Regions from separate parts of the Pan troglodytes genome. Here region 2 is linked to region 1. A link is a contact called in public Hi-C data. All regions are on one chromosome and are shown on one strand. Each heading gives the region's core, a stretch centred on a gene start, on an enhancer-like site or on the middle of the called end of the contact. The rest is flanking DNA. Distances are from core to core; before and after follow the strand shown. Region 1 overlaps USP47 (ubiquitin specific peptidase 47). Region 2 has its middle 35 kb from the start of DKK3.

Region 1 (5,928 bases), core at 3,190-5,689:
CCAAACCAGTTTTCTACACATGAGAAGACATTTTCCGGGGTCACATTTTCTTTTCAAACAAGACCTTTTCTATGGCTTCTAAAAGCCCAAATACATAAGTTGTAGTGAATGGTTTCTCTTCTTCACCATGTTTACTATTTCAATGAACACTAGGAAATTAGCCTGGTATGAATTTCCAAATATGGCCAACATTCTCCATTTAAAAGATTTTATTAACTGTTCTAGGATGGAAATGAGACTTTTCAAACTATAATTCTAAGTATTCCCATCGAATCAAATTTTTCCTACGGTTGAGACTATCATCCAGTCAAATTTTTAGCACATCATTCTAAAACAAACCAATTAAAAGAAATTGCCAACCTTTTACTAAAGAGGAACTACTTTTAATTTTTCTAATGTCCTTGATGCAGTTACTACTATTTTTCCTTTACTAAGATGCAAGGAAAGAACAGTGGTAGCAGCTATGGGGTGGTGGCTAATGATATCTGAGTCTCATCCTGGCAGTGTGAGCGACTAGCTATGTGACTGCAGGCAAATTACTTAATCTGTTTGACCAGTTTCGTCATCAGTGAAAACAGTCTAACAATATCAATTTCACACAGCTGTTAAGAGAACTAATGAAACAATGTAAGCTAATGAGCCTTATGAGGTACATGCTCCATAGAAATTTAAAACATTATTACAATATGATTTCCCTCTATTTTGTTCTGCCAATCCACGTTTTCATACTTGAGTTTCTGCAAGATATATGTATGAATGTTGTATGATTCCAGTGTTATTTAACCCAACTAGTTAAAAACACAAATTTAAATACTTGTATTATTTCATAATTTCTACTACTTTGTATTAGCAGATAGAATTTTGAGACTACAAGCATCATAGCACTTAATTTTCAGAGTGGGTGACTGTGCACCTCCTCCCCATGAGATGAAGCATAAGGCTGCATCTCAGTTGTCTCTACTTCTAACAGTTACACAGGGCCTGGCATCTAGTATGGATTTAGAAAATGTTACTTGGATGGGTGGATGACTGGATGGATAAAGAGTGGGGCTCCCTTCCAAAGGTAAAAGGAACAATTAGATGCCTTCAATTCTAGTAATGGTCCCATTTACTAGCTATATATGCACTTTTGGACAAGTCATTCATCCTCTATGAGCTTTGGCTTTCTTACCTGTCACATCAGGATACTAATGTTTGCTTTACAAAGTTTGGAGAAGCTTTAAGTGAGAACAAATAAGCATTTTGAAAACTAAAATATAAAAATATAAGGAGTAATATTAATATTTGCTTTGCTAGAACTAATGCAAAGTACTTACTTTTCCAGCTACTTCTCCTTTACACTTGAAGAAAGATTTATACTAAACCTGGTTGCCTTGCTAATTATTTGGCTGGCCTCAGTCTAAGGTTTTATAAAGGTTCTTTTATTTTAAGTCTCATACTATGCTGGAATGTTTTTGTTGTTACTGCTTATGCCAAATGCCCAAACTCTCAGATCTTTTCCCTCTTTCTGAGATTATGCATTGGAATTTCTAGTAACTCCTTGCTTTGGAGTTACTTCAAAGTAACAGAAAAAATTTTAAGAGTGCTTTTTCTTTCTCTGACTTTCCCAGTTGATTAAGGACTTTTTAAGGGGGTATAGCAAGGGAATTGTTGTTTGCATTGGAAATAGAGAGAGGGAAGAGCCTGTAGAAATAAAACATTTTCCTGGGCATTGAATATCAAATTTTCTAAAGTGTCTCAGCTTTTAAAAAATATTATTTACTTTTTAATATATTCCCTAATTTTTTACTTAGTAATTATATCATAATTCCTTCCTAACATTGAATACTTTTTTTTTTTACTTCTTATCTCAGAGTTCTGATATAATTACCATCTAATTTACTGCACAGGTCTCAGAACAGTGTTCATTACAACTGCGTCAATAATCTTATAATCCAGAAAGTTACAAATGATCTTAGAACTAAGTACCTAACACTTAACTGAAAATTTAAATAAACTGAGAGAAAAACTGATGCTGTTTCAAGGACCATTTTTCTTTTGAAGTACATACATTTATATCCTTCCCCAGAACCTTCATCTGCAGCATAAGGTTCAGCTTTGAAATACATGTACTGCATTTCTCCCCTACTCTTGCCACTCTCATCATATTCACTATCAGTTCCAGAGTCTTCTTCTGCTGTATCCCATGTTTCTTTTTTCCCTTCATTTGCTTTCGTTCTTCTACTACTTGTGATACTGTGAGAGTCAAGTCCATTAGCCAAAGGGATCTGAGCATTGTCTGCATTGCACAAAGTATCACTGCTATGACTGGAGCTAAGAATATCACTGTCCACTGAACTTGTACTCCTGTCATTATTCACATCTGAGTCTGATCGTTCTTCAGACTGAAAATTTTCTGGATCAGAAGTCTGAATATGCTGTTCAAGTTCTCTATTATCCACTGATGCTGAAGAGTCCCTCTCATTGAGAGGTGATTCGATGTTTTCAAAGTCACTTGTCTCAGTACTTTTGCTGCTGTCCCCATTATCTCCATCCTGCTGTTGCTGCAGTGACAAGCTTTTGAGTTTTTCAGTGCTTTCTTCTAGAATAGCTTCCACAGACTTTAGGCTTCCTACAGGTCCTTTGACTCTTTCACAGTCATCATCCACATTACCAGAATCGCCTCCAGCTTTCTGGTATGCTGTCCTTTTGGAATAAGATCCTGGGGATTGTTCAGGTAGCAAAACAAACAATCTGATTGTATTTGCATGCCGATCCAGGAGTTTCCATAAATGAGACTCTGCAAAGGCCATCTGGTAATCCAAAGTCTCGGAGCTTTCAACAAACACCTACATAGTAAGTCAGAGTTTTATTATATATTAATTTTAGTGACATGCTCATTCATCATCATCATTATATTGCATCAATACAACACAATACACAGTTATGTTATAACATGTGTGATGATATAGTTTCTGAAGGACACTATTGTTTTGGAGACTGAATAAAATGAATATTAGGCTCAAATGTCTTTGTAACTAGCCATAAAACTACACTAAGATAGATGGTATGGACATACACATACACACAAACATCTTGTTTATTGGGTTGTCCAATTTCAGAAAGTTGTGTATTATATATCCTTCTCTTTAGGAAATTAATACTCTGGTTTTTCTTTAGATTGTAGAAATCTTTCACCTTTAGGAAATCCAAGTTTAGCCTGAACTACAGACACAGGAACATGTGTAAAGACACCTTGTGAATATAACACCAAAATCCAGATCATGGAAAAATTTAATGGGCAAATGACTTCGCTTTGTAACAAACTGCAAGGAAGCAAACAAAAAAGACACAGGAAAATTTACAGAAAAAAATTTTCTAAGACAATCAGAGAAATTTGAACACTGACTAGATATTGACTGATATTAAGGTATTTCTTAGGTATATAATGTAATTGTCATTTTTTTAAAAGAGTTCTCTTCATTTAGATATATATGTTCATATTATCTATAGATGAAATGATATGATCCTGAGGAAGTTTATCAAATAATCTGGGCGAAGTAGGTGGTTAAATTATAGATGAAACGAGATGATCACTGTGGAAGCTGAGAGATGGGGATGTGTGGGGGTTCACTCTATTTTCCCTATTTTCTCTACTTTTGTTTATGTTTGAAATTTTCCATAATAAATCTTTTTTAAAAATGAAATTCGTACTTGGCATAAATTTGACAATTATAAATAGCATGTTGGGTTTTGCATAAAAGGATAACACTATCATTATCCTATTCAGTAAATGTTACAAATTGAAACCAGTACGCTAACCATTTAAGGAAAAAGAAAAGTTAGATCCCTACTGCACTTCTTACCCTAAAGTAATGTACTGGAGGGGATTAGAAATTTTAATGTTTTACATATACACACACATATACACATACATCCCCTCCCCCACCACACAAAAGTTTTAGAAGTGTAGGTGAATAAAAATTACATATTAGTAATAAAATACTAAAAAAGTTAAATGAGATAAAAGACTAGACTGTACTAAGATGAATGAGACTAGAGTGATAAAAACACATATGAAAAATGATAAATGATCAAACACATAATAATAGCAAGACAAAAGAAGAGGATTAACATGAACTTTCTCATTTCCAACAGAGAAAAATGAGTAGGCAAAAGGAATAATGTTGGGTGAACTCAAGATTATAATTTTCTCTATACCAGGTATGCCTCTGACCCTCACCATGAAGCACTGCTTTATGGGACAAGCTCAAGAATAAACAAAATCCAGGGGACATAATCACTGTGGGAAGAAATGGTTATGAAGTCTTCACCAAAGAGGTAGGACTAATCTGGAGACTGAAAAAAAAAAATGCAGGGAGAGGAGGAAGAACACTCCAGGTGGGAGTGCACATGAACAAAGGCAAAGAAGAGGAGAACCAGTAGGACTGATTCACAGGACAGAAGGGAGCCTGACCTGACCTGACTACAAAGGAAGGTAATTACTGGGTTGAGAATTTTAAATTAAGTTCCAGACAGATGTTGAACAGCTGTGGAGGCCAGGCTTATAATATTGAACCTAATTTCATTTACTACTACCAGCATAGAAAATAGTAATGAAAAAGTAAATGACATACCTTGTTACTTCTAAAAAATCCTTCAGCTTTCAGGGTTTTACTGGAGACACTGAGAAGACGCAAATCATTGTAGCAGCGTTCCAGCACTATTCTCATTGTTTCAGCAGGTAAATGGATGGCCTATAATGAAAGCAATTTAATAAAAAGTACTCTTTCAAAAATAATTCTGCTTGACTTAAAAATATGGGAAAGCAAGACACTGCTGAGTTCTTCTTAAAAGCAGCAGAGAGAAACATAATTTTAGTAGAGGTTTTAAAATTTTTGAATAATTGAAGGGAAAAAATACTTACAGCCATAAATTATACTGCAAATCAGGAGAACAAAGTACCACTTATAAATGTATGCTCTGAAACTATTTTAAAGGTAAGGATTTTTTCCTAGAATCTCTATTCCTCTCAAACTTGCCAAGTAAATGAGTGATCTGATTCCAAAGAAACTGCGTAACTGACTTTTTGACTGCTGATACCAAAATGTTGAACTTCTTGGCTTTTGACAGGCCTTTCTATAATCTGTGAATAGTTTTTAATACTTTTATTAAAGCAATAAGCAATTTTCCTTTGTGTAAAATGAGAAGATTAGTAGGGAAAATTTTAAGTTTTTCTGAAAGTCCACATCTTTAATTTTTGGAGTCATTTTATAAATTGACATGAAAGCAGCAGATAAAAATACTTTACATTTAAAAAACACAATTTCTTTTCAATGCAACTAAGGTCATCAATTATAACTACCTAATTCTTAAGCAGGCTGGTTAAAAATACTGTATTTGTTTACATGATGTTTTGTGACTGCCTTTATTCTCTATAGACATATTTTTCTCAGTAAGATTATTAACTTCTTGGGGAAGAAACTACTGTGTCTCTTTCTTTTGTATTATGTGTGAGTGCTTATTAAACTAAATTTTTTTACATTTGTCATTCATATTTTAAAAATGTAATATACAGTATATTATACCAACATAGTATGCATTTACAAGCAATTTAATCATAAAATATAATTTCACAAAATGATTTGTTTCTTGGTTATTACTTTAGCAAAATTGTTAGAAGTCATATACAGAAGTCAAAATATAAACTTTTTTTTAGAACATAATAACCACCAACTCTTACATAATACCTTACAATTTTTTTCCTCAGAGCATTTATTTATTTTTCATTAATGTTCACTACAACTCTGCTAAACAGGTATTTACAACCCCAGATAATGAGATGAAAGACAAGACTACCATAAGATGAATGACTGAAAACTGGACTCAACTTGTAATTATGGAACAATTTCCACTACACCAGGGAATATTAACCTATGGTTCAAGAAC
Region 2 (5,114 bases), core at 2,294-4,793, 100 kb before region 1:
TAGAAAATACTAATTACGCAATAATGAGACTGTTTGCTGCCAGAGGCAACTGGCTCAAGGGGTCCTGCCTTTCTGACCCCACCTAGCCTCCCTCAACAAATCTATAGGCCACTTTAGGCACACTAGCTCTTCACAATGGTCAAGCTTCCTGCCAGCTCCCAGCCTCTGGGCCTGGAACACCAAAGTCATTGTGATCGTAAGAAATGCCAGCATAGGAGATGTGCAGGACCTTGTCAGTTCTTGCATGGCGTCCTTTCCTCCATTCCACACACAGTGCCTGGCCCTGGGCGGGGGGTGGGGGGGTGGTAAAAAGAACTCAGAGCCAGCCCTCACTAAGCACTCCCACGAGGCCATCTGATTCATATGCCCCAAACTGTTCTTTTTTGGCAGCACTTTGGCGCCCCCTCCTGGGCATCCTGCAGAGTTCAGGTGCGCATAAATTTGCCAGGAGGGGACAAGGACTTGGCCCCGGGACTGACCGCAGGGCTGTCAAAGACTTCCAGCCCCCCTGGCCAGCCAAGTGAGGGAATGCCTGCCCTTTTTCCAGGCCCAGCTGGGGCAGCTCTTTTTTCTGCAGGGAAAAGGCACTTTACTGGCAGCCCTGGGGAAGAGGCAGGGGAGGCAGCTGAGTCTGGAAACGGGAGCATTCCAGAGCCCAGGCCTCTAGGCCCCTGTGCACTCTTCACACTGTGCCAACCTGGATTTTCAGAGAGAAACCAGAGAGGATGGCTTGGCAGAGGCCCTTTTGGAGGTAACTGGGAAGCAGGCGAGGATGTGAAGTCAAGGCTGGTCTCTGAGGTGGAGGAGTTGGCCACAAGGAGAGAGGAGATAGGAAAGGACTTTGCAGTGGAGGGGGCAGCCAGGGAAAGCCCTGGAGGAGAAGGGGAGGGTGATCACCAGGGCATTAAAGCGGTCAGGGTGGCCGGAGTGGAGAGGTTGAGTGGAGATGAGGGAGGTGGTGAGGCTGCTGAGGTGAGGAGGCTGAGGTAGGAGGATCGAATGAGCCCCAGAGATCAAGGCTGCAGTGAACCGAGATCATGCCACTGCACTCCCACCTGGGCACTGGAACAAGACCCTGTCTAAAAGAAAATGTGAAAACCATTCTTAGCTCTTAGGGCATACAGACACAGGTGGCAGGCAGAGTTTGGCTTGAGAGCTGTAGTTCACTCACTCTCATTCTATCAGAAGGTGCCTGGATGGTGCATGGACAGGCCAACCCCTCTCCCACCCTCCAGCCTTTCTCCATCGCTTCACTTTCAAGTCTCATGCAGCCAGCCAGCCAGGTTTAAACACCACCTCCTCCAAGATGACTTTTCTGACCTTCCCAGTCCAAGTTAGCCTCCCCCACTGTATTACTCCATTTTCACACTGCTGTAAAGAACTGCCTCAGACGGGATAATTTATAAAGAAAAGAGGTTTAACTGACTCACAGTTCCACAGGCTTAACAGGAAGCATGACTGGGAAGCCTCACGACACTAACAATCATGGCGGAAGGCGAAGAGGAAGCAAGGACCTTCTTCACATGGTGGCAGGAGAGAGAGCAAGGGAATCTACCACACGCTTTTAAACCATTAGATCTCATGAGAACTCACTATCACGAGAATAGCAAGGGGGAAAACAGGCCCCATGATCCAATTACCTCCTACCAGGTCCCTTCCTCCACACGTGGGGATTACAATTCTAGATGAGATTTGGGTGGGGACAGAGAGCCCAACCATATCACCCACCAACTTTGTGCCCCTTATAAAGTTTCTGACCAGTAACTTACTGACCTCTGGGTGTGTATATGTGTGTGTGTATATATGTTTGTATGTGTGTGTATGTGTGTGTGCATGTGTGTGTATGTGCATGTGTGTGTTTGTATGTGTGTGGATATGTGTGTGTGTATGTGTGTATTTGTGCATGTGTGTGTATTGTGTATATGTGTGTGAGCGCCTTTCCTTGCACCAGCCCTGTGCTGTGCAGTGCAGTAGCCACTAGCCACATGTGGCTATTTAGTGCTTGAAATGTGGTGAGTCCAAATTGAGATGTGCTGTGGGTGTAAAATACGCACAGAATTTCAAGCAGCATAGAAAACAAGAATATAAAATATTTCATTAATTTTCCAGCTCTTAGGGAAGTTGATGAATTTTATTTTAATTACTGAATTTTATTTTAATTACATTTTAAAATGACAAGATATTGGATATATCTTATTAAATATATTATTATTAAATTTATTTTTATGGTGTTTCTTTTTACCTTTTTTTTTTTTTTTTTTTTTGAGACAGGGTCTCACTCTGTCCCCTAGGCTGGAGTGCAGTGGCATAATCATGGCTCACTGCAGTCTTGAACTCCTGGGCTCCAGCAATCCTCCACCTCAGCCTCCTGAGTAGCTGGGACTGCAGGGCACACCACCATGCCTGGCTAATTTTTATATTTTTTTGTGGAGACAGGGTCTTGTTAAGTTGCCTAGGCTAGTCTTGGACTCCTGACTCCAAATAATCTTCCCACTTCGGCCTCCCAAAGTGCTGGGATTACAGGCATGAGCCACCACACCTGTCCTTCTTATTTTTTATTTTTTTGAGACAGGGTCTCACTCTGTCACCCAGGTTGGAGTGCAGTTGTGTGATCACAGCTCACTGCAGCCTCATCTTCCTGGGCTCAAGTGATCACTACCTTAGCTTCCTGAGTAGCTGAACCTATAGGAGCGTGCCACCACACCTGGCTGATTGTTTTTTATCTTTTGTAACAACGGAATCTCCATATGTTACCTAAGCTAGTCTCCAACTCCCAGACTGAAGCAATCCTCCCATCTCAGCCTCCCAAAGTCCTGGGATTACAGGTGTGCACCATCACGCCCAGCCAGCCTGTGAGTTCTGACAGCAGCTGTGCTGGGTTCATTGTTGTCACTCCAATGTCTAGTGCACAGAGTAGGAGAGGGAGGGGACAGGCACAGGGATGTCTGAGGGCTTCCCACGCACCAGGTGCTGTGTTAAGCCTCATGCATCTCGTTTTGTCCTCCCAGGAACCCTGTGCCAGGGATGGTGGCGTGGCAGCAAGGCGGAGAGCAGGAGGGCTCATTTAGGCCCCAGGCTACGGTCAGGCGTGAGGGGACAGGTAGAGTCCTCTCTGCTTTGTAGGCCTCCCGGGTTTCTAGACAAGAGGACACCACCCTTCTGCTACCACTTTGCATACTTCCTGGGTCACCGTCTTCCCAACTGGGGCTCAGACATGGCCATTGTGAAATTTGTTCTGTCTCCTCTCAGACTCTGCCTCCCACTCCCATATCCAGACACGTTCCTGCTAGTGACAGCCACACGACCCTCCCAAAAACCACACGCCCAGCCTGGCAGCCTTCCTGGGCCTCAGGAGTGTGGTAGCTTTGGAGAAGGGCTTCTGACTCAGGCAGCTGAGCTTGCTGCCAGGTGGGGACTGGCTCTGGTCTCAGTGTATCTCTGGGCCCCTTCCCAATCCCAAAATGAAAGTCCCTCTTCAGGAGTGTAACCATCCAGGAACCTACCCTCAGCTCAGGGAGCACCCAGTGTCTGCTCATAAAAAATGGCCACAAGGTGGCACTGTTCCCACAGCCATTCCCTTCCCCCACGGCAAGACCACGGGTCACACCTGCATCCAACAAAAATATTACAGCTTTTGGAAGAGGTTTTCCCTGGACTGGTTGGTGAATTTCATTCTCAGTCTTCAGCTGCCAAAGGTTGTTTAGACTCGGGAATTCTGCTATAAAAAATGGTCATCTCTGAGTGCACACTTAAAAGTCAAGCAGGTTATGACTCATTGTCAATCCCCCTGCAAAGGAATTCTGTCCTGAGAGGCCTCGTGCACGCCTGACACATACAAGAGGAATGCACACACGTTAAGCAGAAAGCACGTGGGTCTTCCGTGTGCAGACACGAAGGCCGGGAAGAATGGCCCTACAGGTGATCTAGCCGTGTTCTGGTTTTCTTTTTTTGTTTTAGCCTTAGGATTTTTATTTAGGAGAAAAAACAAAACAAAACAAAACAAAAACAAAAGCCACTGCCCTGACTATGGAGTAGCCATTCTTTTATTTTCTTACTTTGTTAATAAACTTACTTTCACTTTAAAAGAAAAAGAAAACCAAAAAGACCTCACATAGAAGCCAAATAAGTAAAATGGTAAAATTTGAAAAATATATGGCGGTTCTGGTTGCAGATGTGGGGATAAAAGAATCTCTTCCCAGTGAAGAATTTTCTAGAGCAGAATTTGAAATGTATCCATCTAGTCTCACTGGCTTATTTTATAGGAGAATAAACTGAGACTCAGAGAGGAAAATGACTTGTTCAAGATCACATACTACTTTGGAATGTTTTCATTTTAAATGAAAGTCTCAAAAGGCAGGTATTTTCACTGAGAAACAAAAACAGTTTTTATTTTCTCTGACATATGTCCAGATGCTCTTCAAGTTACGGTGACCCGGGGCACAGGAAGAGTACTGCCTGACACTTCTACACAGCTCTGTTCATTTCAAATGCTTTCAGCATCTGTTGCCCTGTCTGGCCCTCACAATACCCCTTAGAGTTTGGCAGGGCAAATGGATACCCCATTTGTCTGAGGCGAGACCAAGGCACAGAGACGGAACTGGGCTTGCTTTAGGACACAAAGTGAGTGAGTGTCACTAAAAAATAAAATAAAAGACTAGCATCCAGGACTCCAGCAGCAATCCTACACAATCGTCTAGAGTTAAGTTTATGCTATGTCAGGGGGGAAACAAACAAGCAAAAAAAAAACAGACGAGGCTGCTCGGTATTGGTGCTCAAGTGATGAAAAAGAAAAGTGAGGGCAGAGGCTCCCTCGTTGAGAATAGAACCCCGCTTTCTTCAGTTTTACATTTCATGATGAGGCATTACAGCTGGTATATTGTAGGATTCTGAACATTCATTGAACGAATAAATAATCATGACATGGATACATACATAAATACATTTGGCCCCTGAGACAAGTAATTAAAATTCTGCATGAGTTAACACCATTTCCATAACCCACATGGACAGAAACTCTTGATAGATGTCTTGGAGGAGAATAGCTTTCAAGGTACAGGGAGATACGTTGGTCTCTCTCTCCTCTCTTTCTCAACAGTAACCTTCGGAGAAAGGCA

Evidence for each region. A called contact is a pair of places that touch in the nucleus more often than the background predicts.
Region 2: a contact with region 1 is called in a Hi-C map of induced pluripotent stem cells, with 4 times the contacts expected there. The contact joins two enhancer-like sites. A contact is called at or near these places in 4 of 7 Hi-C or Micro-C datasets (blood, induced pluripotent stem cells and stem cell-derived neural progenitor cells).

The regions. Positions count from the first base shown.
Region 1 is chr9:16,096,157-16,102,084 of NHGRI_mPanTro3-v2.0_pri, reverse strand. It overlaps USP47 (ubiquitin specific peptidase 47), which reads right to left. Exons shown (of 28, transcript XM_001171097.6): 19 at 4,617-4,736; 20 at 2,051-2,828. Among named protein-coding and RNA genes, the nearest start is that of DKK3, 68 kb to the left of the region's middle. Within about 2 kb of position 4,439, at least 1 of the 24 cell types and tissues checked has an H3K27ac peak or open chromatin away from gene starts, as enhancers often do. A contact at or near this core is called in induced pluripotent stem cells, where this site is marked.
Region 2 is chr9:16,199,115-16,204,228 of NHGRI_mPanTro3-v2.0_pri, reverse strand. No RefSeq gene overlaps it. Among named protein-coding and RNA genes, the nearest start is that of DKK3, 35 kb to the right of the region's middle. Within about 2 kb of position 3,543, at least 10 of the 24 cell types and tissues checked have an H3K27ac peak or open chromatin away from gene starts, as enhancers often do. A contact at or near this core is called in induced pluripotent stem cells, where this site is marked.